Regions from separate parts of the Mus musculus genome. Here all the other regions are linked to region 2. A link is a contact called in public HiChIP or PLAC-seq data. All regions are on one chromosome and are shown on one strand. The core of a region is the stretch at or near the end of the contact, and the rest is flanking DNA. Distances in the headings are between cores, read along the strand shown. Region 1 overlaps Gm46607 (a long non-coding RNA gene). Region 2 has its middle 31 kb from the start of Gm36122. Region 3 holds the start of Rsph9 (radial spoke head 9 homolog (Chlamydomonas)).

Region 1 (4,111 bases), core at 1,242-3,741, 160 kb before region 2:
GTGTGTGTGTGTACACATACACACAGAATTTAAAAATAATGAAAATAAAATCTTACAAAAAGAATGTCCTGTTTTCTTCTCTGTCAGGCTGCGTGTTTGCTTTGATGCTGGGATGCCGGCACACCACATGCATTCTCCTCAGGGAACGGAGAATGCAGTTCAAGATTGGGGGGGGTGTCTCAGCCTGTGACCCCTTCCCCCTCCCCCCCGCCCCGAGTAACAGTGGTGGCTGGGATGGATACTGTGGTTTTCCATCTCCTGTGTACCCAGACACGGCTGCAGACCTTGAGGAGTTGAGACGGTGGTCCGAGGGTCTACATCCCCCTACACGCCAGGCAGGAAGGGGATGGCTGAGCCCAGAACTAGGGTGGAATCTGGTTTGACTCCGAGCAAGTGCCAAAAGTCTGGAGGGGCTAGAAGAGAGGCCTTCTCCGAAGATTTAGGTGCAGCTTGGTCCTTTCTTGTCCAAACTGCTTTATTTTTATGGCAGATGTGAATGCCTAGTCTTACTCAGGGTGAACCAGGTATTAAATAGGTTTTGCGGGAAGGGATGCCCAGGAAGGGAAGCTCATTGGCTAAACACTCGGGGCCTGTCTAGATTCCTCATTAGCGTGGAAAACTCCAGGTTTTTAGGCTATGTGACCAGTTGCCATGGTCCTCTCAGTGGGGTGTCATGGTCACTTGTTCCAGGATTGGTAGAACCTGACGGGGAGCTGGTTCCACTGCCTGCTGTTTTCAATCATGAGATTTACCGGGGTTTTTCAACCTGCTTCAACCTTACCAGTTCTTCCGTCTGGTCCACGGTCCGCTTGCCCCACACTTGCCCAGGGTCTAGGCAGTAAATGGATGGCTCTAGCAAAGATCATATTGAGTGAGACCCTGAAAGACAAATGTTGACTGTTCTCTCCCATCAGGGGCTCCTAGCTCCAGATCACCAGATACCAGTGTAGTCCTCACTGCTCAGGAGAAAAACTCTTTGCAACTGAGACTATTACAAAACAAAACAAACAAAAAACTCCAACAACAACAACAACAACAAAACTGATCGCCTCTAACTGATCCCTACACTGTTATTCTAAAGAGCAATCAATCAAAATCAATCAATCAATCAAAATGCAGAGCTGTGGAGCTCAGTCCCAGTGGAAACATCTACAAAACAACTCCTGCACCTAAGGCTCCGGGAACATTGCAGGCATAGCCTTGTCAGAGGCTACAGCCATAAAGTCTCACAAACATGACAGCCTACACGGGAGCTGAATAGGGCAGCTTCAATAGGCAAAGTCGATGGGGAAAGCCACAGGCCCCATCCTTACACAAAGCATCCTTACCCAGGCAGCCCAGAGATGCTGAGGACATAGTATTTGGAGGGAGGAAAGGGAAGGGGGCGATGATGTAATTGTTTTTATAATCTCAAAAATAAAAGCAAGAAATATCTAGAAGAATGCATGCTTAAACCTCTGCTTAGCCCTTGGAGATTTTTGCAGGGAGAGCAGAGGCCCGTGTTTGGCTCATCAAGATGCGTAGCTCTGTGTACTGATTAGTTCTCGCTGCTGAGATAAAACGCCAGGACCGGAGCACTTTATGGAAGAGTTCATGTTGGATTACGGTTCCAGGGGATTAAGACTCCACCAAGGCAGACTAGAGCCATGGCCATTGAAGTTGAAGGCTTGCCTCTTTAAACTGGAAGCCTGGAGCTAAGAGAGAAGTCACGGAGGCTTTGAAACCTCAAAGCCCGCCCCAAGTGACACACCTCCTCCAGCAAGGCCACACCCCCTACACCGCCCCCAAACAGCGCCGCCAACTGGAGACCAAGTATTCATACATATCAGCCAGTGTGGGATATTCTCATTCAAACCTCCGGTGCTTGGCAACTCTGGGTATTCACAGAGTTCACCCCATCCATGATATTAACTAAATCACTACAGTGTTATGCACTGTGAAAAGCATATCCATACTTTATAGCCAGGGAGACTCAGACACTTAGGAATGTGCCTCCAAGTCCCATATTTAAGAAATGACAGGGGTTCGGTTTTGATGGCCATCAAATTTTAGTTCTTTTTTTTTTTTTTTCCAAGACCGAATGAAGAGACCCCCTGGTCACATGTGGACAGAGATTTATACAGGGCTCGAGAATAACAGTCCTTTGGGGGAACATGGAGATTGGTTGTGACATATCTAGACCTCTGAGTCTCACGCAGGTCAGGCACTTTGGGGAAAACAATTAGCTGGATCTTGGGGTCACCTCAAGAAGGAGTGTAGGGCGAAACTGGAGCAGGAGGAGAAAGAAAATGTTATTATCCGGTAGGACCTAAAGAAATCACCCCAGACCTCAGGCTCTGCATACTCGGCTGGCCCAGCAAATGTGGAGGTTCCCCATTGGCTAGGGAGCAAGGGACACCGTGGAAGAAAGACTATGGGAGAACTCTTCACTTACCTCAGCAGCGAAGGTGGGAGCATGAGTCTCAGCCCTACTCCCCTCTTCCCAAGGTGCTCCGGGGCCTCCAGCCTGGGCGTGCTCCTTCCTACGTAGCAAGGCAGAGGACTAAAGCAGGTGGGCGGGCTGTAGGTGTGATCTATGGATGATACAGCACGCGTGGAGGGCAGGGAGGATCCCTAAGGAGGAAGTAGCATGGCCAGCTGTGGAAAGGGATAGTTTGGTGGTGGATAGCTATGAGCAGGTGAGACCCACCCTGCCCCGGCTCGTGGGCCTCCTGAGCTCCAGAATAGCCGCGTGCTTCGTGCTCAGCTTTGGTTGCAGGGGACAGGGGCGGGAGCAGCAAAGTTTTCCGAATGGAAAAATGACGAACTGTTTCTGGAAAGCCGAGTTTCCCAGCTCGGTGGGTACAGCTGACTAGGGGAAACCTGAACCCTGCGGGCAGGCCGGGGGGTCCAGCAGCAGGGGAGGCAGGGCACCCGAGGCGCCTTTCCAGGCGAGTTGTGGAGGCTTTTCTGCCTGAGGCAGCAGGGTGTGGTGGAGAGCTGGAAGCCGAGTTAGCCTCAGTCATGGCCTCCTGCAGCCTGGGCCCAAACCAGCAGCCAGAGAGATACGTGACAACACAGGCATCTCTACTTCTCTTCAGCTCTGGCGATCCTCACTCACAGTGCTGTAAGGAGACAGGTTCCTTCCTATAGGGACCTGCAAGACCTGCCAGATCCCGTTTTGCTGTTCGTCTGCCTCTCATTTACTCTATTCCAGCCTCATGTCTGGCATATTCCTGCCTCAGGACCTTTGCACGGCTCCTCCTGCCTCCTGGATGCCTTTCCCCAGACACCCAAATGGCTCATTCCTTCTACTTCTCGAGGACTTTGTTCAAATCATCTCAGTAGGGCGTCTCCTGAACCCCTCCTACCAGTACTATAGGCTGAACCCCCTATTCTATCCAGTGACCCCTATTCTACCCAGTCGTCACCCCTATTCTACCCAGTCACCCCTATTCTGTGTTACTTTCCCTCTGGATCTCTTACAATCCTCTAATATATTTGTAGTAGGTAAATGATAGCGCCCCACAAAAGCTGTCCCTATTCTTACTCCGTCATCTTTGTAAATGTAACTGTAGTGCATCGCTTCTCAAATGGTGGGTCGCAACCCCTGGGGTGGGTGTCATCTGACACATTCACAGGGGTCATACATCGGGCATCCTGCACACCAGGTATTTATATTACGATTCAAAATAGTAGCAAAACTGCAGTTATGAAGTAGCTGTGAAAATAACTTTATGGCTGGGGGTCACCACAACATGAGGAACTGTATTAGAGGGTCGCAGCATCAGGAAGGCTGAGAGCCACTGCTACAGAGGATTGAATGGTGTTCTGTGCCCCGCCCAGAGTTATGTCCGCCTGAAAGCTTAGAATGTGACCTTGTTTGGAGGTATGGTCCTTGTAGGTGTAACTCAGTTGAAGATAAGGTCACCCCAGATTCAAGGGGACCACACCCAGTGACTGTTGTCTTCATAAGAACAAAGGACACACAGACACAGACAGAGCCACCTGAAGGCTGAGGTGATGCAGCCCTCGCTGAGCTCTAGTGGTTATCACCAGGGAGTCAGATGGGATGCTTCCCAAGTGCGGAGGAGGGAGTGGGGCCCTGCCAATAGCTTGAACTTGGCCTTCT
Region 2 (4,136 bases), core at 56-2,555:
CCACTCCAATCCTACTCTGTAAGACCCCTTGCCCAGGACTGCACATTCCAGCCCCTTGTCTTAAGATTATCAATCCCGTCTTCTTTTCTGCTCTGCGGTGCTCCCAGATGTGCTCCCAGATTCTTCAGGAAGTCCTGCCCATGAGTTTCCTTTGTACATGAATATCTCATGTATTCCTGTCAGGGTTACTGTGGCTGTGATAAAACACCATGACCAAAGCAACTTGAGGGAGGAAAGGGGTTATTTGGCTCACACTTCCATAAGACTGTTTATCATTAAAGGAAGTCAGGATAGAAACTCAACAGGGCAGGAACCTGGAGACGGGAGCTGGTGCAGGAGCCACAAAGGAGTGCTCTTCACTGACTAGCTCCTTAAGGCTTCTTCAGCCTGCTTTCTTATAGAACCCAGGACCACCAGCCCAGGAGTGGTGGCACCACCCACAGTGGGCTGGGCTCTCACTAAGAAAATATTCTACACGTTTGCCCACAGCCTGATCTGATGGAGGCATTTTCTCAGTTGAGGTTCCTTCCTCTCAGATGACTCCAGTTTATGTCAACTTGACATAAAACTAGCCGGCACAGTCTGTTCAAGTCTTCAGAGTCTGGCTGAGAATTGTCTGCGGTCCCTGGACTACTTTGGCCCCTTTTTTTCTTCCTTCATTCCCAGGACACAAAAAACTGTATGTGATTGCACAGTCTAACATACATTTTTTAGAGTATCCCAGCCCTCTGGAGACATCTCTCCCTCCCAGAGATCCGTGCCTTGGGATCCTGCCTATCTTGTCAACGAAACATCAGCAGCCTGACTTTGGAAAATCCTTCTCCCAACCCTGAGCAGCTCCCATGTGGAGAGCAAAGGGAGCCGTTGACTGGATACCCTCCCTCGCTGCATCCCTCACAGCTTACCCCTCCAGCTTGAAGCCAGCTGTCTAAAATGTACAGGGAACTCCACCCCAACAGGGCTGGAACCCATTTAGAACAATACAGAGTAAAAGTGAAATAGGTGGCTGGGTGTGGTGATGTATGCTCGCAATTTCAGTGTTCTGGAGAATCAGAAGGATCAGGAGTTCAAGGCCAGCCTAAGAGCTTGAAGCCAACCCGGACTGTGTAAGATACTGCCTCAAAACTAGCTTCTGTCAGCTGTTCGCCTGGTGCCTCTTAGCTACCCCACATGGACCTCTGTCTCTGTATTCCCCGTTAGCTCAGGATCTAATTGTGTTTCCACTATGCTATTGCACAGCTCTCTGCTTTGATCCTGCCGTCCATCAACTGGGCTGGCTAAGAGTGTTTAGGACCTTACTTGGAGGTGTATGTGTGGGGGCGGGGTCATCTTTTCCAAGAAACTTTCTCTGAGCCCCAGCCCCAGGCAGGCTGACGTCATTCTCCTGGTTTTTCTTTGAGTCCTGGCTTCCGTTGCTCTTACCATACACAGGGCAAACATCATTCATTCTGCCCAGCAGTCATTTTTTTCCCCTGCCCCTTTCTCTATGCCACCAGAATCCCTACCTGTCCAGCTGGCAATGCACCCAGGTTCAGGGGGAACTCTTTTAAACACTCAAGCGCATCCATTCCTGCCTACTGGTCTTCCCGGTCTCTGCTCTGGCAAAAGCCTTTAAACTGTCAGGCTGGCCTTGAACTCCTGATTCACCTGAGCTCTGGAATAGCAAGCATACATCACCACACCCAGCCAACCATTGGTGTTTCACTCTGTATTGTTCTAAATGGGTTCCAGCCGTGGAGGGGTGGAGTCCATTGTGTGGTTTGGACTGTGAAGGCACTTTTCAAAAAGGGCTTCTGAGAAATGCTTTTCTTTCCTGATAAATGATACAATCCACTTTCCCCTTGGCTTTCTCCCTTCCTGTCTTGAGTAAAACTGTAGACGGGACCAAGGCAGCCATCTTAAGACCACTAGGCAACAATCTACAGATTGGGAGTTAATATGGTGGGGCAGAAAGGGGAAATAAAGGAAGATTTATAATAGTTATAAGAGCCGTGCTTGGGTTGACACATGTGTGTGCCGGTGTCTGTGGAGTCCAGAAGATGTTGGTTCCCTGAAAACGCAGTTCCAGGTAGTTGCTTGGTATGGGTGCTGGGAACTGAACTCAGAATCTTGGAGAGCAGTTCTAATCTTAGCTACCAAGAGTTCACCAATCCAGAAAGCCTGAGTTCAGATGATACCATCAATGCTACTGTTCCATAGAATCTTGATTCACATGCCTCCAGACTTCTGTTGTGTGAACTGTGTGACACATGTCTTTAAAAAAAGATTTATTTTATTTATTTTATGTATGAGTACACTGTAGCTGTACTCAAGGATGTGAGCCTTCATGTGGTTGTTGGGAATTGAATTTAGGATCTCTGCTCGCTCCGGTCAACCCAGCTCGCTCCGGCCCAAAGGTTATTTATTATTATAAATAAGTACACTGTAGCTGTCTTCAGACACTCCAGAAGAGGGCATCAGATCTCATTACAGATGGTTGTGAGCCACCATGTGGTTACTGGGATTTGAACTCAGGACCTTAAGAAGAACAGTCAGTGCTCTTAACCGCTGGGCCATCTCTCCAGCCCTGACACATGTCTTTACAACTCAAGTCACTGACTGCTGAGCCCTCTGTTACTTGAGACCAAATATGTTTCAATTATCATGGGAGGTCATGTGCAAACCATCTCCAAGCTGAGCAGAGCACTTCAAAGTCTGAGGTAGGAGGATTAGCATGCAATTGAGGTGCACTAAGGGCTATAAAAAAAAATCAAAACACATCTTGGAGTCTGTTTGCATGGCTAGAGACATTGACCCAACACTTATTCCATAGGTGGTGGCTCAGGGGACAAACCAACAGTTTCCCTCCCTCTGACTATTATGGGTCAAGAGATAGGTTTGTCGCATTCTAGGTTTCCTGGCAGAATCGCTTGGCCAGTTGACCCCACTGTGCTCCACCTGCTTTCCCTACCTTCTCAAGAGGAGTTCACATGCCACCCCACTGTGCAGAGAGGGCAGCATCCATGCCCCCTTGCTACCTGTGGTCAGAAAGAGGGACATACACAGAGAGCCCCAGCCATGTCTCCTTGCTACCTATGGTCAGAAAGAAGGACATACACAGAGATCCCCAGCCATGTCCCCTTGCTACCTGTGGACAGAAAGAGGGACATACACAGAGGGCCCCAGCCATGTCCCCTTGCTACCTGTGGACAGAAAGAGGGACACACACAGAGAGCCCCAGCCATGAGACTCCTCCCTCTTGGCATCTGGGTTTAGTTTTAGTCTCTGGGAATCTCACCTTCAAGAATCAAAGTTCTAGCTGAAGAGATGGCTCATCAGTTAAGAGGACTGGTTAAGGACCCAGGTTCAATTCCCAGCACCCACAGGGAGGGTCCCAACAGTTTGTAACTCCAGTTTCAGAGATGTCATGCTCTTTTGTGGCACATACATAGTGTACAAATATACATCCAGGCCAAACACTCACATGCATGAATTTAATTTAAAAAATAATAGAAGTACCAGCCAGGCATGGTAGTGCATACCTGTAATCTCAATGCATAGGAGGAGAAGGAAACAGAAGTAGTAGTTTAAGGTCACCCTTAGGAACTTAGTAAGTTCAAGACCAACCTGGGCTACATAAGACCCTGACTCAAAAAACAGCAGCAAAACAACTACCATACTCACACATGCATGTGTACACACACACATGCATACATGCATATACAAACACACTCACATATACATGTATGTACATGCACACACATACATGCATATACAAACACACACATGCACATGCACACATACACATGTACATACATGCACACCCACCCACATACACCCACATGCACAAGCATACACACAAACATACACACACACATACACACACACTCAAGAGGGGTTCACACACACGCATACACACACATGCACATACACATACAAACACACACATGCACACATACATACACATTGCACACATGCACCAAAAACAAATAAGCAAACAGTAGAAGTCAATCAAAGGCAAAACCTTTTCTACCCATGTGTATATCTGTATCCCTGTGTGGGGATCTATACACATGTATGCAGGCTTGCACACCCATCTGCTAGACAGCCAAGTGCAGACTCCCAGTGAACTGAAAAGCCATCTGGTGGGCTCTTCC
Region 3 (3,749 bases), core at 1-2,500, 160 kb after region 2:
TGGCATCGCTTTAGGATACCTTAGTTTTAGCAATTTTTTTTGAGACAGGGTCTTTACATATTTTTATGTGTATGAGTATTTTGTCTATATGTATGTACATGCACCTGCTGTGTACAGTGTCCTAAGAAGTTCCCTAGAACTGGAGTTATAGATAGTTCTGAACTCCGTGTACGTGCTACGGATTGAATCCCAGCTACGGATTGAATCCCAGTGGTTCAGAAGAGTACCCAGTGCTCTTAAGGTTTAAGCCATGTCTCCAGCCCCCAAATTCCCAGAGGGGCTTCAAACCCCCTGTGTATTTGAGACTGACCTTGAACCCCTGATCCTCCTTCAATACTGGTTTGATGCATGGGTAGATAAATGAAGTCCCCGGATACCTCCTGCTTGGATGCTTTAATAGCATGATAGGCTCCCCTAGCATCCTAGGGAACCCCGAAAGAGGTTGGGAGGCTTACACTGCAGAATTGCCCCCAGCTCTTTCCCCATTTTACAAGTCTTGCACTTCCAGGAAAGAGCACCTCCCACTGCAGAGCCTACACTCCCCAGAGACGTTTCTAAACAGCTTCAGTACAAATCTCAGAGCGTCTGACTTCTCCAAGCCAAATCCAGTCCACAGCTAGAACCTGAATTCTACACCAGTTGCCATCTCCGGGACTTCTACATTCTGTGCCCGCTCAGTTTATTTAGCCTTCTGTCTCTAACGAATCCATCTAGACCAGTTTCCCATGCAAATCCAGGCTGACAATGCTGCCTCCTTGGACCCTGCCCAGGCCACTTTCCCACCCTGTCAGGATCCACAGGACCCTCACAGTTCCGTGACATCTCAGTCCTCAAGCTCCTCATTTCCCTCCTCAAGCCCCACCCACAGGTGCTTCCTGCGTAGGTCCTGGGCGCACCCACCTTCCCCAGCTGGAGTTGCACCCAACACCCTTCGGGATCCTCCTGCAGCCTTATCTGCCAGAGTCGCCTCACCTGTAGAGCGTCTTGCGTGGTGCGAGCTGGTCCTCACTCAAGCCCTGTGCGATGTAGTAATCCGCCACAAGGCCAAGGATGCGGCCCCAGAAAAGGACCCTCGCGAAGCGGTAATCGCGCTTCACCAGCATAAGGGACGTGAGCAGTGAGGCCCGACGGTCAGGGCTGAGTCCCTGCCCACTGCCAGACGCCAACTCCAGAGACAACAAGAGGCTGTCGGCGTCCATCAGGCCAGCCGTTCTCCTCCAAGCTAGTCTGGCGGGTAGAAGCTGTCTCCATGGAGACCCTGAGCCCCACCCCTTAAGCTAGCAGGAAACAAAATACCACCCACCGGACCGCCCATCTCGCCAAACCCGCCCTTTCCGGGGGCCACGGACTTTCACAGTACAGTGTAGACTCATGTATTCTGTTATCCCAGCGCGGCTTCCCTATATGTGCACTCCACATTACGTACTCCATTTTTGCCCATACGGACTTGGGAAGAAACCCAATACAAAGCCACAAGGCCACTAGCTGTATTATTTCAACCTGGGAATATCACTTCTTGGCCTGAGAATTTTATGAAGAATCTGATACCTTGGCTCTAAAAGCAGTTTCTGACACCTAAACCCACCCAAAGCCAGGTTTCACCAAATAGGTTCTATCCAATCTGACCCCTCCAGTTTTCACGTGAGAGCTCTTTGTTTACTCCCAGGACTAGTCTGACAAATCGGGGAAATCCTTGGAAAAGAATGTAAAGGGTGACAGTTTCCCAGGGGTGGTGGCCCACACCTTTAATGCCAGCCCTCAGGAGGAAGAACTCTTTTGAGTTCAGGGCCAACCTGGTCTACATAACAAGGTCGCAGCTAGCCACACGACTGAAGTGTGTAGAGCTTCATAGTCTCTTTAAAAAAAAAAAAAAAAAAAAAAAAAGCCACTTACAGACTACATGTGTGTCAGCTACATAACTTTGGGCTCCACAGCTGTTCAGACCCAAATAGTAGCCACAGAGGATCAGCTCTGTATTCCCTAGGCTAGCCTAACTCAGGCGAGTCTAACCACTGCTACATCACATCCGCTGCTGTTCTGGAGTCTCCAAAGTCAAAATCACCGGGGTCCTCTGAAGGCTTGTTTCAGGCCTTGTCAATGACTGATCTTATTTCTGGATTCCTTTGTGGAAGACTCATGAAGTCAACATGCCCTGGGCCTCCAAGCCAAGCCCAGAGAGAAATAAGTGTCTAATTTGCTCAGATAATTACTTTGTTTTGATGTTTTGATTGCCTGGGCATTGTTCATCGAGGCTTTTTAAATGGGCATTAGAGAGCTGACCTGGCCGGTCATTTCAAAGAAACTTATGCCGCCCCCCCCCCCCCCCACACACACACATCAGGTCCTGCCCTCCACCATCATGCCCTGCTTTGGTAATATGGCTTAATTCTTCTGTAAAGCGATATCAGACACAAAAACAACCAACAGTTTGGCTGACAGGATACACTTCAGGGGAGGTCACACAGAACACAGCCCAAGCATCTTGCGTTCCCCTATACTGGATTTACCCATCAGAAATGAGTTCACATCAGGAGCCAGAATCTGAAGAAGGCCTTCTCAGAGCTTGGTAGCACATCCACTAGGGACAGAGCAAATCCTGGCTATTCCAGAGAAAAACCGCACTAACGTTAGAACACAGGGAAGAGCAGTTTCTGCAGGCAGTGAACAGCTTTCAAGTCATGCTTTGCCATTGAAGCCAGTGGTTTCTAACTTTCCTAGTGCTACAGCCCTTTAATACGGTTCCTCCTGTTATGGTGACCCCCCCCCCCAAACCATAACATTATTTCATTGCTACCTCATAACTATAACTTTGCTAATTATGAATCATAATATAAATGTGTTTTACAAGTCTTAGGTGACCCCTGTGGAAGGGTTGTTTGACCCCCAACGGGGTTGTGACTCACAAGAACCTCTAACTTAAGCAAACTAGCCTTGCCAAACCTTACCTTTATAATGGGGTAGTAACCTATACATATAAGTTAGCATTAAATAATATGTATAAGTGCTTTTTTGAGGCAGGGTCTCTACATAGCCTTGGCTGTCCTGGAACTTACTCTGTTGACTAAGCTGGCCTTGAACTTACAGAGATCAGTCACTCTCTGGCTCCCAAATGCTAGATAAAAAGCATGTACTACCCACCCCAGCCTTGTTTGTAAGCCTTAAACACAGTGTATAGGTACAGGAAGCGGGGGTGGGAGGTGGGGGTGGGGGTGGGAGGGGGATGATGATGATGCACAAGAGCAGAGGGCCCACTGAAGGGTGTAGACTTGGAAGTCAAGGCTGTCTGCACATACTCTGAAAGGACTTGAAGGTGGGAGGAGTCACGTTGGGGGAGGAGCAGAAATGGGAGTTTGAGATGACTATGATCAAAATACACTGTACACATGTATGAATTTTTCAGAGAACAAAAGATTCTAAGGAGAAATAGTGGGTTTTTAAAGGAAGGAGAACTAATCCTGGCTGAACCTAATGGACAGCCACAGAGGGGCCCAGCCACAGGGTCCCAACCCCCAGGACTGGACTTGCAGCTTCCAAAACATAGGAAAAGAAACAAAGTAAAAACTTGACCTGGCCAGTGGCTCCCGTTCTCAAAAAGAATGTTTTTCTTTTAAGAAACAAAAAAGCCTAGTTAGTCAATGTGTTACAGTGTTTCAACCATTTCAGACACCTTACTCTAACAATCTTATTTGTATGTATGTATGTATGTATGTATGTATGTATGTATGTATGTATGTATGTATGTTTTTCGA

The links. HiChIP or PLAC-seq counts read pairs in DNA pulled down with a chosen protein or histone mark.
Region 1: a contact with region 2 is called in an H3K27ac HiChIP or PLAC-seq map of embryonic stem cells, with 6 read pairs. The contact joins two enhancer-like sites. A contact is called at or near these places in 5 of 484 Hi-C or Micro-C datasets (bone marrow-derived macrophages, embryonic fibroblasts, liver and 1 more), 4 of 115 datasets of contacts at active chromatin or transcription factors (double positive thymocytes, embryonic stem cells, pancreatic cancer cells and 1 more) and 1 of 9 other capture datasets (embryonic stem cells).
Region 3: a contact with region 2 is called in an H3K27ac HiChIP or PLAC-seq map of embryonic stem cells, with 6 read pairs. The contact joins the promoter of Rsph9 here to the enhancer-like site in region 2. A contact is called at or near these places in 1 of 39 promoter capture datasets (stem cell-derived epiblast-like cells), 1 of 15 datasets of contacts at CTCF or cohesin (large pre-B cells), 1 of 484 Hi-C or Micro-C datasets (B cells), 3 of 115 datasets of contacts at active chromatin or transcription factors (embryonic stem cells, large pre-B cells and pancreatic cancer cells) and 3 of 9 other capture datasets (adipose tissue, liver and pancreatic islet).

What each region holds. Positions count from the first base shown.
Region 1 is chr17:45,819,775-45,823,885 of GRCm38.p6, forward strand. All of the region lies in intron 1 of Gm46607 (a long non-coding RNA gene), which reads left to right. It overlaps Gm35692 (a long non-coding RNA gene), which reads right to left. Exons shown (of 3, transcript XR_876833.1): 2 at 2,435-3,104; 3 at 2,101-2,266. Among named protein-coding and RNA genes, the nearest start is that of Gm35692, 7.1 kb to the right of the region's middle. Within about 2 kb of position 2,492, at least 8 of the 459 cell types and tissues checked have an H3K27ac peak or open chromatin away from gene starts, as enhancers often do. A contact at or near this core is called in embryonic stem cells, where this site is marked.
Region 2 is chr17:45,977,901-45,982,036 of GRCm38.p6, forward strand. No RefSeq gene overlaps it. Among named protein-coding and RNA genes, the nearest start is that of Gm36122, 31 kb to the left of the region's middle. Within about 2 kb of position 1,306, at least 8 of the 459 cell types and tissues checked have an H3K27ac peak or open chromatin away from gene starts, as enhancers often do. A contact at or near this core is called in embryonic stem cells, where this site is marked.
Region 3 is chr17:46,142,950-46,146,698 of GRCm38.p6, forward strand. Rsph9 (radial spoke head 9 homolog (Chlamydomonas)) reads right to left here and starts at 1,251. Exons shown (of 5, transcript NM_029338.4): 1 at 973-1,251. The coding sequence starts at 1,199.